Regions from separate parts of the Danio rerio genome. Here region 2 is linked to region 1. A link is a contact called in public Hi-C data. All regions are on one chromosome and are shown on one strand. The core of a region is the stretch at or near the end of the contact, and the rest is flanking DNA. Distances in the headings are between cores, read along the strand shown. Region 1 holds the start of dnai3 (dynein axonemal intermediate chain 3). Region 2 holds the start of znhit6 (zinc finger HIT-type containing 6).

The links. Hi-C and Micro-C count contacts between places; a contact is called where the count stands out from the background.
Region 2: a contact with region 1 is called in a Hi-C map of hematopoietic stem cells, with 2.2 times the contacts expected there. The contact joins the promoter of znhit6 here to the promoter of dnai3 in region 1. A contact is called at or near these places in 2 of 18 Hi-C or Micro-C datasets (caudal fin and hematopoietic stem cells).

The regions. Positions count from the first base shown.
Region 1 is chr23:49,916,050-49,921,364 of GRCz12tu, forward strand. dnai3 (dynein axonemal intermediate chain 3) reads left to right here and starts at 2,296. Exons shown (of 21, transcript XR_012398839.1): 1 at 2,296-2,437; 2 at 5,201-5,257. It overlaps mcoln3b (mucolipin TRP cation channel 3b), which reads right to left and starts at 2,187. Exons shown (of 14, transcript XR_012398846.1): 1 at 2,087-2,187.
Region 2 is chr23:50,110,845-50,116,439 of GRCz12tu, forward strand. It overlaps znhit6 (zinc finger HIT-type containing 6), which reads right to left and starts at 1,364. Exons shown (of 10, transcript XM_068216970.2): 1 at 1,200-1,364; 2 at 870-935; 3 at 1-5. The coding sequence starts at 1,282. col24a1 (collagen type XXIV alpha 1 chain) reads right to left here. Exons shown (of 60, transcript XM_073939503.1): 60 at 3,964-5,595.

The sequences.
Region 1 (5,315 bases), core at 1,046-3,545:
GTGGAGGAACTACTTCTTTAGAGAAGAACCCCATCATTTATTTGTGCAGATGATAATGTTTTACAAGCACACACATTTAAAAATAATCCAATATTAGTTTTGGTAAAAACGTGCACTCGCTCTCCATATTACACTGAAATATATGTGAACAGCACCAATAGAGCCTGTGTTTCCTTTACCGATAATATTGAAAAAAAAATCATACTTTAATATTAATATTAATGATTATTATTATTATTATTATTATTATTATTATTATTATTGTTGTTGGTATTATTCATTCATTCATTTTCTTTTCGGATTAGTCCCTTTATTAATCTGGGGTCACCACAGCGGAATGAACCACCAACTTATCCAGCATGTTTTTACGCAGTGGATACCCTTCCAGCTGCAACCTATCTCTAGGAAAAGTAATAATAATCATTAGATTATTTACAATGATCAGGCCTGTAGCCAGAGGGGGATCAAGTGTTTCAGAAGACCCACCCCTCCCTGACAAAGGTCCAGAATTGTTCCCATTCATGAGCTCATTTGTCCTATTTGACTGCTGTGCCTTCATAAACAGTAAAAATAACCCATCGAAAACGGCTTTAAGACCGAGCAGAATCCTGGTGTGACTTCAGCTAATCAGTGCAAACAATTATTTTTCCAATGTCCAGCTGTGCAAGAACACATCTGACATAAGCGCAGTCATTTTTCACAGTATTAATCTTAAAATAGAGAAAACATTTGACAACTTATTCTTCATCTTCAGAAGAAAACATGACCCATAAAAAAGTGTGAAGCACCATAAGCAGCCCATATTAAAATCAATTTCAAGAATATTTTGCCTATTTATGAATTTTTCACTGAATATCCATGAATTTTCAAATGTTTTTTTTTATGAGAGGCTAGAAAAATGGCAAAGCTCTACATTATATTTATTATTATTATTATTATTATGTTTTAGTTTTTTATTATTAAAAGGAGAGTTAAATGTGCTGGCCAGTCTGTTATTTGCCTAATAAATTTACAGGCTATGGGTTTTAATTTAAACTTTTTTTTCTAATGATAAATTTGTATTTTAAAAATAAATGTGTCACATTTCTTTATTCTAAACATTTAGTAAATATTTTTGGTACATTAAAAAGTGAGGTTATGATGACCATCCGACAAGCCAATTAGTTAAAAAAAACGTTCTTAAAATGTCACCTAAATACAGTACTTTTATCTCATAATTAAATAGAAAATAAAGTGAATAACTGCAAAAAAATCCACTTTCTGAGAAAAAAGAACCACCTCTTTCACTAGGCTGGATACAGGCCTGATAGTACCAAAATAAAAAAACAAAGAAATATTAATAAGTTACCTGATCTGGGGACATGTAAAAAAGATTTTAAAAGTTGTGAGTGAAGAGGGCAAAAAAATATAAAATAAAATAAAGATAATAGCAATTTAATTGAATATACTGGAATTGTACACAAATAAATTACATAAACAATACAAAATCGGGTTACAATTTCAGAATTGACATAAAATCCACATAAATAGGATAAGGTTTAGTACAAAGCCGACATTAGAATTTATATTAACAAAATAATAATAATAATTATTTATTTTAAATGCACGGAAAAAATCTGTAAATTAATATTAGAGATGAATAAAATCTTTAAAAGCTTAAGAGGATTTAAGATGGTGTTAAACTCGTCATCTCCGTGTGAAAAGGCTCTATTATTGTGTGAACAGATTAATCTCGATGTAAATAAACAGATCAGCTCTCGGGTTGACAGAGACGTGCAGTAATGCGGCTTTTCCACTGGATGAACTGATTCTGAAAGGTGTTTTTGATTAATTTCTCCACATTCCTGACTGTCACATGATAAAATCAATCACGTGAAACAATCATACCTGCCCGGCATCCACATAAACCAGAAACACACACAATATTACATACAAGACGGAGAACAAGAGTGTTAAAATCAATTCCAAATCAAAGATCACTAGCAGAACTCAAACACAGCGCCACATTTCACAGCATTCCCGTCAGAAAACCTCAATAAAGCATGATATCTGAGTACAAATGCGAAGAGTTTCATTGGTAACTCACCAGCGGATAATTAGATCAGTTGTTTGTCAGTCAGTGGTGTGAGTGTGTGATCAGACGAGCACATCTGCGTCTGCTTTCCGAACTAAAGTCCACAAATATCTGAAATCAATCCGAATTCAGCTGTTTCAGACCGACCGTCAGTCAGCAGGTGTGGGGGGCGGTGCTTCAGCTGAACAACGCTACAATTGGACGTGCAATCTGTCAGTCACACGAATCTCCGCCTCTGAAACCAATGGCAACCGGCTCTGATGCCGGAAGCTGATGTGTGTAAACATTGCTCAGACGTTTTTATTTAGTTATTAGTTGACGTTTTTTAATAGATTATACCTACACAAAGCTCTACAATGAAAGGTAAGGGTTAGGAATTAAACTGAGATCACTGTGGATAACGTTACATCTAAAACTGTTGTAACTTATATGGTTAATTATGTGTGGTTTTATATCCGTGACAGTGTTTTATCTGTGAGGTGAATGTACAAAGTGATGTTTGGGCTTTTTAATATAGTATATTTCGACACACCGTGGTAAAATAACACTATAATCATGTAGTGGTATTAAACCATCAGTGTAATTTCGTTCAGTTTAATGATTAGGACTTTTAGCTAACTTAAAAAATAAACTTTAAACTTTTAATCAGGATTGTGGAGAGCTTTAGACTGATTTCTAAACACTTTATACATGTCTTAAGATTTAAGGATAAGAAAACGTATAATTTTAATTATTGATGTTGTTATAAAAATAAAAGTTATACACTCAGCGGCCACTTTATTAGGTACACCTTACTAATACCGGGTTGAACTCCCTTTGCCTCCAGAACTGCCTTAATCCTTGGTGTTGTAGATTCATCAAGCTACTGGAAATATTCCTCAGAGATTTTGCTCCATATTGTCATGATAGCATCACACAGTTGCTGCAGATTTGTCGGCTGCACATCCATGATGCCAATCTCCCGTTCCACCACATCCCAAAGCTGCTCTATTGAATTGAGCTCTGGTGACTGTGGAGGCCATTTGAGTACAGTGAACTCATCGTCATGTTCAAGAAACCAGTCTGAGATGATTGAGCTTTATGACATGCTGCGTTATCCTGCTGGAAGTAGCCATCAGAAGATGGAGACACTGTGCTCATAAAGGGATGGACATGGTCAGCAGCAATACTCAGGTAGGCTGTGGCGTTGATGCTCAATTGGTACTAATGGACCCAAAGAAAATCTCCCCCACACCATTACACCACCACCACCAGCCTGAACCGCTGATACAAGGCAGGATGATCCATGCTTTCATGTTGTTGAGGCCAAATTGTGAGCCGAGCATCTGAATGTGTCAGCAGAAATGGAGACTCATCAGAGCAGCAACGTTTCTCCAATCTTCTATTGTCCAGTTTTGGTGAGTCTGTGTGAATTGTAGCCTCAGTTTCCTGTTCTTAGCTGACAGGAGCGGCACCCGGTGTGCTCTTCTGCTGCTGTAGCCCATCCGCCTCAAGGTTGGCCGTGTTGTGTGTTCAGAGATGCTCTTCTGCAGAGCTCGGTTGTAGCGAGTGCTTATTTGAGTTACTGTTGCCTTTCTATCAGCTGGAACCAGTCTGGCCATTCTCCTCTGACCTCTGGCCTCATCAACAAGGCATTTGCGCCCACAGAACTGCCGCTCACTGGAGATTTCCTCTTTGTCGGAGCATTCTCTGTAAACCCTAGAGATGGTTGTGCGTGAAAATCCCAGTAGATCAGCAGTTTCTGAAATACTCAGAGCAGCCCGTCTGGCAGAAACAACCATGCCACGATCAAAGTCTCTTAAATCCCCTTTCTTCCCCATTCTGATGCTCGCTCTGAACTGCAGCAGATCTTCTTGACCATGTCTACATGCCTAAATGCAGTGAGCTGCTGCCATGGGATTGGCTGATTAGAAATTTGCATTAACGAGCTATTGGACAGGTGTACCTAATAAAGTGGCCGCTGACTGTAGATTTCCCATAAAACCCACAGATTAAGCTGTTTGTCATATAAAAAAGGAAAATAAATGTCTGATAATAAAAAATGAAGTTATAGATTTGTCACAAAGCCTAGAAAGTGATTTGTTTGTTATTAGAATGAAAATATGTAACATAATAGCAATAATAAAGTTTTTAAACACCTAGATATAAAAAAGAAAATAAATGATTAAAATAATAATAATAATAATAATAATAATAATAATAATAATAATAATAATAATGTTATACATTTGTCACAAAGACTAGCGATTAAACAGTGTCATGTATAAAAGAAAAGATGTAAAATAATGATTATAATAAAAACCAAAAAGTTTAATATTTCACACAAACCTAAATATTAAGCTTTTATTGTCATCTAAAAAAGGAAAAAGCAAATAACAACAATAAAGCTAGACATTTTGCATAAAACTTTTAGATTACATTTTTTGTCATATCACATCTGATCAGCAGATGTCGCCCTTGTATAAACAAAAACTCATTTTTACATTAATAATTATTTATATTCACTTTTTACCCTAAATCAGTATTCAGTACATCACAAAATGTGACTCAAAAGAGAAGAGATGATAATCAAAATACAGTATACTTAAAAGTACTATAATAATATGCTATCCAACACATATTTATACTCCTTTGTTGCTTTATTAACAAGAACCAGCATGTGCAGATTTATTTTACAACTAAAGTACATTCCATAACAAGAACGAGAAAAGAACAAATAAATAAATAAATAAATAAATATATAAATAAATAAATAAATATATAGAAGGAGAGGGTATAATTCTAAAATTACATACACATATATTATACATAGATCTTCAAATTGTGTTATTAGAAAAAGTTATTTAATGCACTTTTAATAAATATACTTATTTAATCCACAATCTGACTCTTATCTTTCAGACATGAGCTCAAAGAGACCGAAGAGCAAAGAGGCCAACAAAAAAAAGACCAAAGGTATCAGTACATATTCTGTACAAATCAAGAAAACAATCTTGTTTTGTTATGTTTAACATTGCTAATTACTATTATTAATATTTTCACCCATGAAACAGATAAATGTAGCTATGAACTGGATTTAATATTAATTATTCGGTATTGAAATCATGTCTTAATGTTGTTTTGCAGATAAAAGTAATGCAGATAATCTGCCCAAACCAGAAGAAGCAGTTGCGTCTGAACCTGGTGAGTTTATAGCTTCTTATAGCATTTTAATTGCCAGTTTTTTATATTTAATACTATT
Region 2 (5,595 bases), core at 114-2,613, 190 kb after region 1:
CCAGACTGCAGAGAACACACACACACACACACACACACACACACACTCAATTACAACATTATTAATTAATTGACTTGTGTATTAGTGTATTGTTAATTAGTGTATTGTGTGTGTGTGAGGGACAGACAGTGTGTGTGTGTGTATAATGTGTCTCTGTGTGTTTGATGTGACATACAGGATGCATGTCTGTGTGAGTGTTGTGTTTATGTACGATGTATATACATGCGTGTGTGTGTGTGTGTGGGCGGGTGAGGGAGTATGTTTGCTTGTGTATGATGCATGTGTGTGTGAGACAGAGTGTGTGTGGTGTTTGATTGTGTGTATGATGTGTGAGTGTCTCACATGTGTGTGTACATGTATGTGTTCCAGTATATATGTGTGTGTGTGTGTGTAGTGTTTGAATGTGTATGATGTGTGTAGGACTTTCTCTACATGTGTGTGTGTGTGAGTATAATGCGTCTGTATGTGTGAGAGAAAAATTAAGAGAGTGTGTGCGATGTTTGTTTTGGGATGAATGTGTAACCCCACCAGTCCCACACCACCCAACCCGCTCCAAGCTAGGATCGAACCGTCGACCTTCCGCATGGAAGTCGGTTGCTCTAACAAGGAGGCTAAAGCCCATGACCTCTAGTGTCTGTCGCTAGAGCACGTTTAGAGATCAGAGGAGGGAGCTTTACCTGCACAGCACTCACTGGCTGACCTCTGTTACATATGTGTGAATAATGTGTGTGTGTGTGTGTGGAAGGGGGGAGTGAGTGTATGAGAATGATGTTTGTGTTTATGTGTGTATGATGAGTGAGAGAGTCTCTGCATGTGTGTGTGTGTCTGTGTGTGTGTGTTTGTGAGTGTGTCTATGGTGTGTGCTTCACCTGCAGGTGTGTTTTTTACAGCTCGGACACCTGTACTTAGCCTCTTCACAATCACAAACATCGCACCTGAAAACACAAACACACACACAAACACACGCGCACACACACACACACACACACACACACACACACAGCTGATATTGACTGCAGTCGGTATTACAGAGTCTCTAGACGGATTTAACGGCACATATAACATCACACTGAACATGAAACAGCAGATATGACAGCAGATTCTCCTGTATTTGCATCACACACGTGTTTATCTGAGTGTTTCTCAGCGTTAGCAGCAGACACAGATGTAAACACAAGAGACAGGCGCGCTCCACTGACCTGGACATCGCCATCTTGCGCTTCACCGCCCTCCGCTCTTCATCTGCGGTGTTATTATCCACATCAGGGAGATTCATCTTCATATCAGCAACACGACACGGTCACACACGCGTGCTCTTCCTTCTGTATGACCAAAACACTGAGCATGTGCTGCAGTACACACACGAGTCTGCCGTCTCCTGAGCTCTCTTTACCACAGTTTACGACAGTCGGCGCGCAGTACATAGATGTAAACTTATACACGGGATGTTGCATACAGACCACGAGCATGCGTCAGTAGAGCCGCCATATTTGTACAGTGCTCCCAGTACAACCGCGCTACTGTGCCAATGTGTAGATGCTGAACTTTAACGTTGTCTACGGGTGTAGTAACGAGCAAACAAAGAAAACAAAGCACAAAGGCAGAATATTTCATAAGGCAGATTTTGTTTTATACGTTTTTGTATGTTATGAACTTTTGTGCTCAACAGTATTGATGTCAGTCACTAATGCACTCACCATTAGGTAAAGCAGCACTAAACACCAGGCTTATACTAGTTCAGTTGAATAAAATCAGCAAACAATGAAAAATATAATGATAACAAGACGCTGTGCTGCTAGAAACTGCTGTTACTGTCGGCTAATTAATGGAGATTTATTCACAAGCGAATCGCTCCCTCTGATGAGCAGTGAAAGCAGGAGAGCAGTGTTTCAGGACACGGATTAGAGCAAATTAAACAGGTAGGGAGGGATAACTACATTTCCACACAAACACATGCTTTTTGCCAGGAATGCCCGTGTGGTCTCTTATCTATCAATATACAACCCTGCTAAAAAATCCAGCTTAAACCAGCCTAAGCTGGTTGGCTGGTTTTAGCTGGTCGACCAGGCTGGTTTTAGAGGGGTTTTGGCCACTTCCAGGCTGGTTTCCAGCCATTTCCAGCCTGGTCTTAGCTGGACAGGCTGGGAGATGACCAGCTAAAACCAGCTTGACCAGCCTAGCCAAGCTGGGAGTCCAGCCAAAACCAACTATATCCAGTTTAAACCAGGTTGGTCAAGCTGGTTTTAGCTGGATTTGGCTGGTCATTTTCCAGCCTGACCAGCTAAGACCAGGCTGGAAATGGCTGGAAACCAGCCTGGAAGTGGCCAAAACCCCTCTAAAACCAGCCTGGTCGACCAGCTAAAACCAGCCAACCAGCCTAGGCTGGTTAAGCTGGATTTTTCAGCAGGGAAAAGTGATGTAAAATGATCATTTTCGTAATTTTAATTAAATGTTTGAGTATACTGACCACCGGGAAAACTCCCAATCATATACGTGTGTATGTGTAAATCTCTGGCTCTCAGTCCTCCACGGCACCTTGGTCCAGCATTTATTTCAAGGGAGAGCTACCCTGTACTAAAATGGCGGCTTTATTGATGCATTCCTTCAACAACAGGCGACATCTAATGTAAATATCTATGACTACAGTATGTTATTATTTTACACATGAACAATTTAGGACTTGATAAACTAAACAGTGCACAAGTGATTATCAGCAAATACTGATATAAATAATGTCTAAAATAGTGACTGACTTTTCGACATGAGTCATGACACACATCACGTGATTCTGAAAAAGCTGAAAGATCGTCACAGGAATAAATGACATTTTAACATACTTCACACTGGAAACAGTCAGGTCAAACTAATGTTAAATTACTAACTAAATAAATTCATAATTTTATCAAAAAGCTGATGAAATATTTCCAAGCTAGGCTATTTTATTTATAAAACCAAACATTTAATTCATAGACTTGTATTCCATCATGGAAAAATAAGATGATTGGCGATGTGAACAGATTAACCTCAGCCTGGTCTTAGCTGGTCAGGCTGGAAAATGTTTAACTAAGACCCCGTTAAAACCAGGCTAAAACCAGCCAACCTGCCTAGACTGGTTTAAGCATTTTTTTTTTTTTGTCAGTAGGGTCTTCCATCTGTACATAAACGCATAAGTACATCATCCATCCATCCATCCATCCATCTATCCATTCATCCACCCACCCACTCATGCATCAACCTATTTATCTATCCTCCCACCCATCATTCATCTATCTACTTATATATATATATATATACAGCCAACCCATCTATTTTTTTAATCATCCATCCACTTATTTATCTATCCAGGCAACCATCACCCACCCACACATCATCTGTTCATTCAATCATCCATCCAACTCACTCCCTTATATATTTATCAAACCAACCATCAATCCACCAACCCATCATACGTTTTTCCATCCATCCCCCCCACTTATTTATCCAACCATCCATCCATCCATCCATCTATCCATCCGTCCGTCCAAGTATCCATTTATTTATTTATCCATCCATCCAACCAACCATCCATCCCACTTATTTATCCACCCATCCCACTTATTTATTTATCTGTTCATCCATCCATCCGTCCATCCCACTTATTTATCCATCCATCCATCCCTCCCTCCATCCATCCATCCATCCATCCCACTTATTTATTTATCTGTTCATCCATCCATCCGTCCATCCATCCTGCCATCCCACTAATTTATCCATCCATCCGTCCGTCCGTCCATCCATCCCACTTATTTATCCATCCATCCCTCACTCCATCCATCCATCCATCCATCCATCCATCCATCCATCCACTCAATTATTCATCAATTTATTTATCTAACCATCCATCCATCCATCCATCCATCCATCCATCCATTTATCCCTCATACAAGAACACATCATCCATCTTAAAAGAACTGAAGGCATAACTGGGGTTAAAACGTTTATTTTAATGTCAAAATATTCAATATTTACATGTTTTGTCTTTATTCCCGATGGCACATATATAAGGGGCAGTTCTGATACTGTAATCATAAGTTAACAGGTGTGTTACACTTCCTGTGTGTGTGTGTCAGTCTGTGTGTGTGAGTGTGTGTGTGTGATCATGTGATCTGAATCTGGCCAATCGCAGCTGCCAGAACACAACATAAACTCCCAATTTGTGTTTATATACAAAAAACCAAATCTGACATAAATAAGATCTCCAAGTAAACGGCGAAGCTGACCATCATTTACTGGAGTACTGGACGAAGATAACATAAATAAACAAACATATAATGTCCAAATATACATAAGGGGAAATCAAGAATGATAAACTCTGAATACTGCAGCACCACAGAGGAATCACCGCACGCCACGAGCAGCGCTGGGAAACATCACAGTATACCTGCTTTATTCACCTGCGAGGATCTTTCAGAGGGGTTTACAACACTATAATGAGACTTTCGCCAACAGAAACTGCACAAAAATCCCATCAGTTCTCTTCAAGATGTACGTGAGATACTCGTGGCTTCGCTTTAAGTGAAAAAAGGTATATTTAAGGCGATGTGGAATATAACTTAACACACTGTTCATATAAATTAGCTTCGTTCAGATTGAAAGGACCGAACGCAACAGAAAAACGAACAAAAATGCACACCTGACGGCCAGAAACACACTGTACGCAAATACACAACCTGTTCAGACCAGAGGTGGGTGGAGTACTCGAAATCTAAACTCAAGTAAAAGTACTTGCGGAAATATTCACTCAAGTAAAAGTAACAATCGTAAAGGTTACTCGAGAAAGAGGAAAAAGTACCTGATGCAAAAATTACTCAACAGTAACTAGTTATTTTTGATGATATATATATATATATATATATATATATATACATACAACAGTTCTGTCTGGTTCTTGAATTTGATTGGCTGATAGTCGTGCAGTATTTTGCCAGTAACATCACACAGAGGCCTCTTCACCCTTCACCTTTGTGTATAACTCCGCCCACATACAGCCAGCAACAAGCAGAGAGACTCTACAGTTCGACAAATATTACTGCTGTTAGACAACATCGTGTACTTCTGACGCTTTTTAGTGGAGAATGTAGTTGTTTAGATTGCAACTATGCAGTTTATTTATAAGAATAGTGCCTATTTTAAAATATTTACAATTTCTGAGAGAGCTCGTCGGCGGACATTAGCCAGCCATAGTGTAGACCTAAGGTGGTTGATGTTTTCTATCCACAAGATGGCGACAGAACCGCATAATAAGCCCTTACGCTTAGAAGATTATAACAGTCTGATTTCTAACTGCAGCAGATCAAATCATTACTAAAGTGGTAGGCATACCTGCCAACACTCTTGTTTTTTCTGGGAGTATTGCCTCTTTGGTACAGTCTGTAAACACCCCCAGGTTGCCAACTTTGGTACAGTACCCGATGGCGGCAGCCGCCCAAAACCTGCTGCATCCCATCCCGTTTGTCAACAGTGTTACTCACTATTCAGAGACCCCCTGGATTTTCAGAGACATGTTGGCAGGTGTGCTGGTAAGAGTGATATTCTAAGTGGATCTCTCTCTTTTGT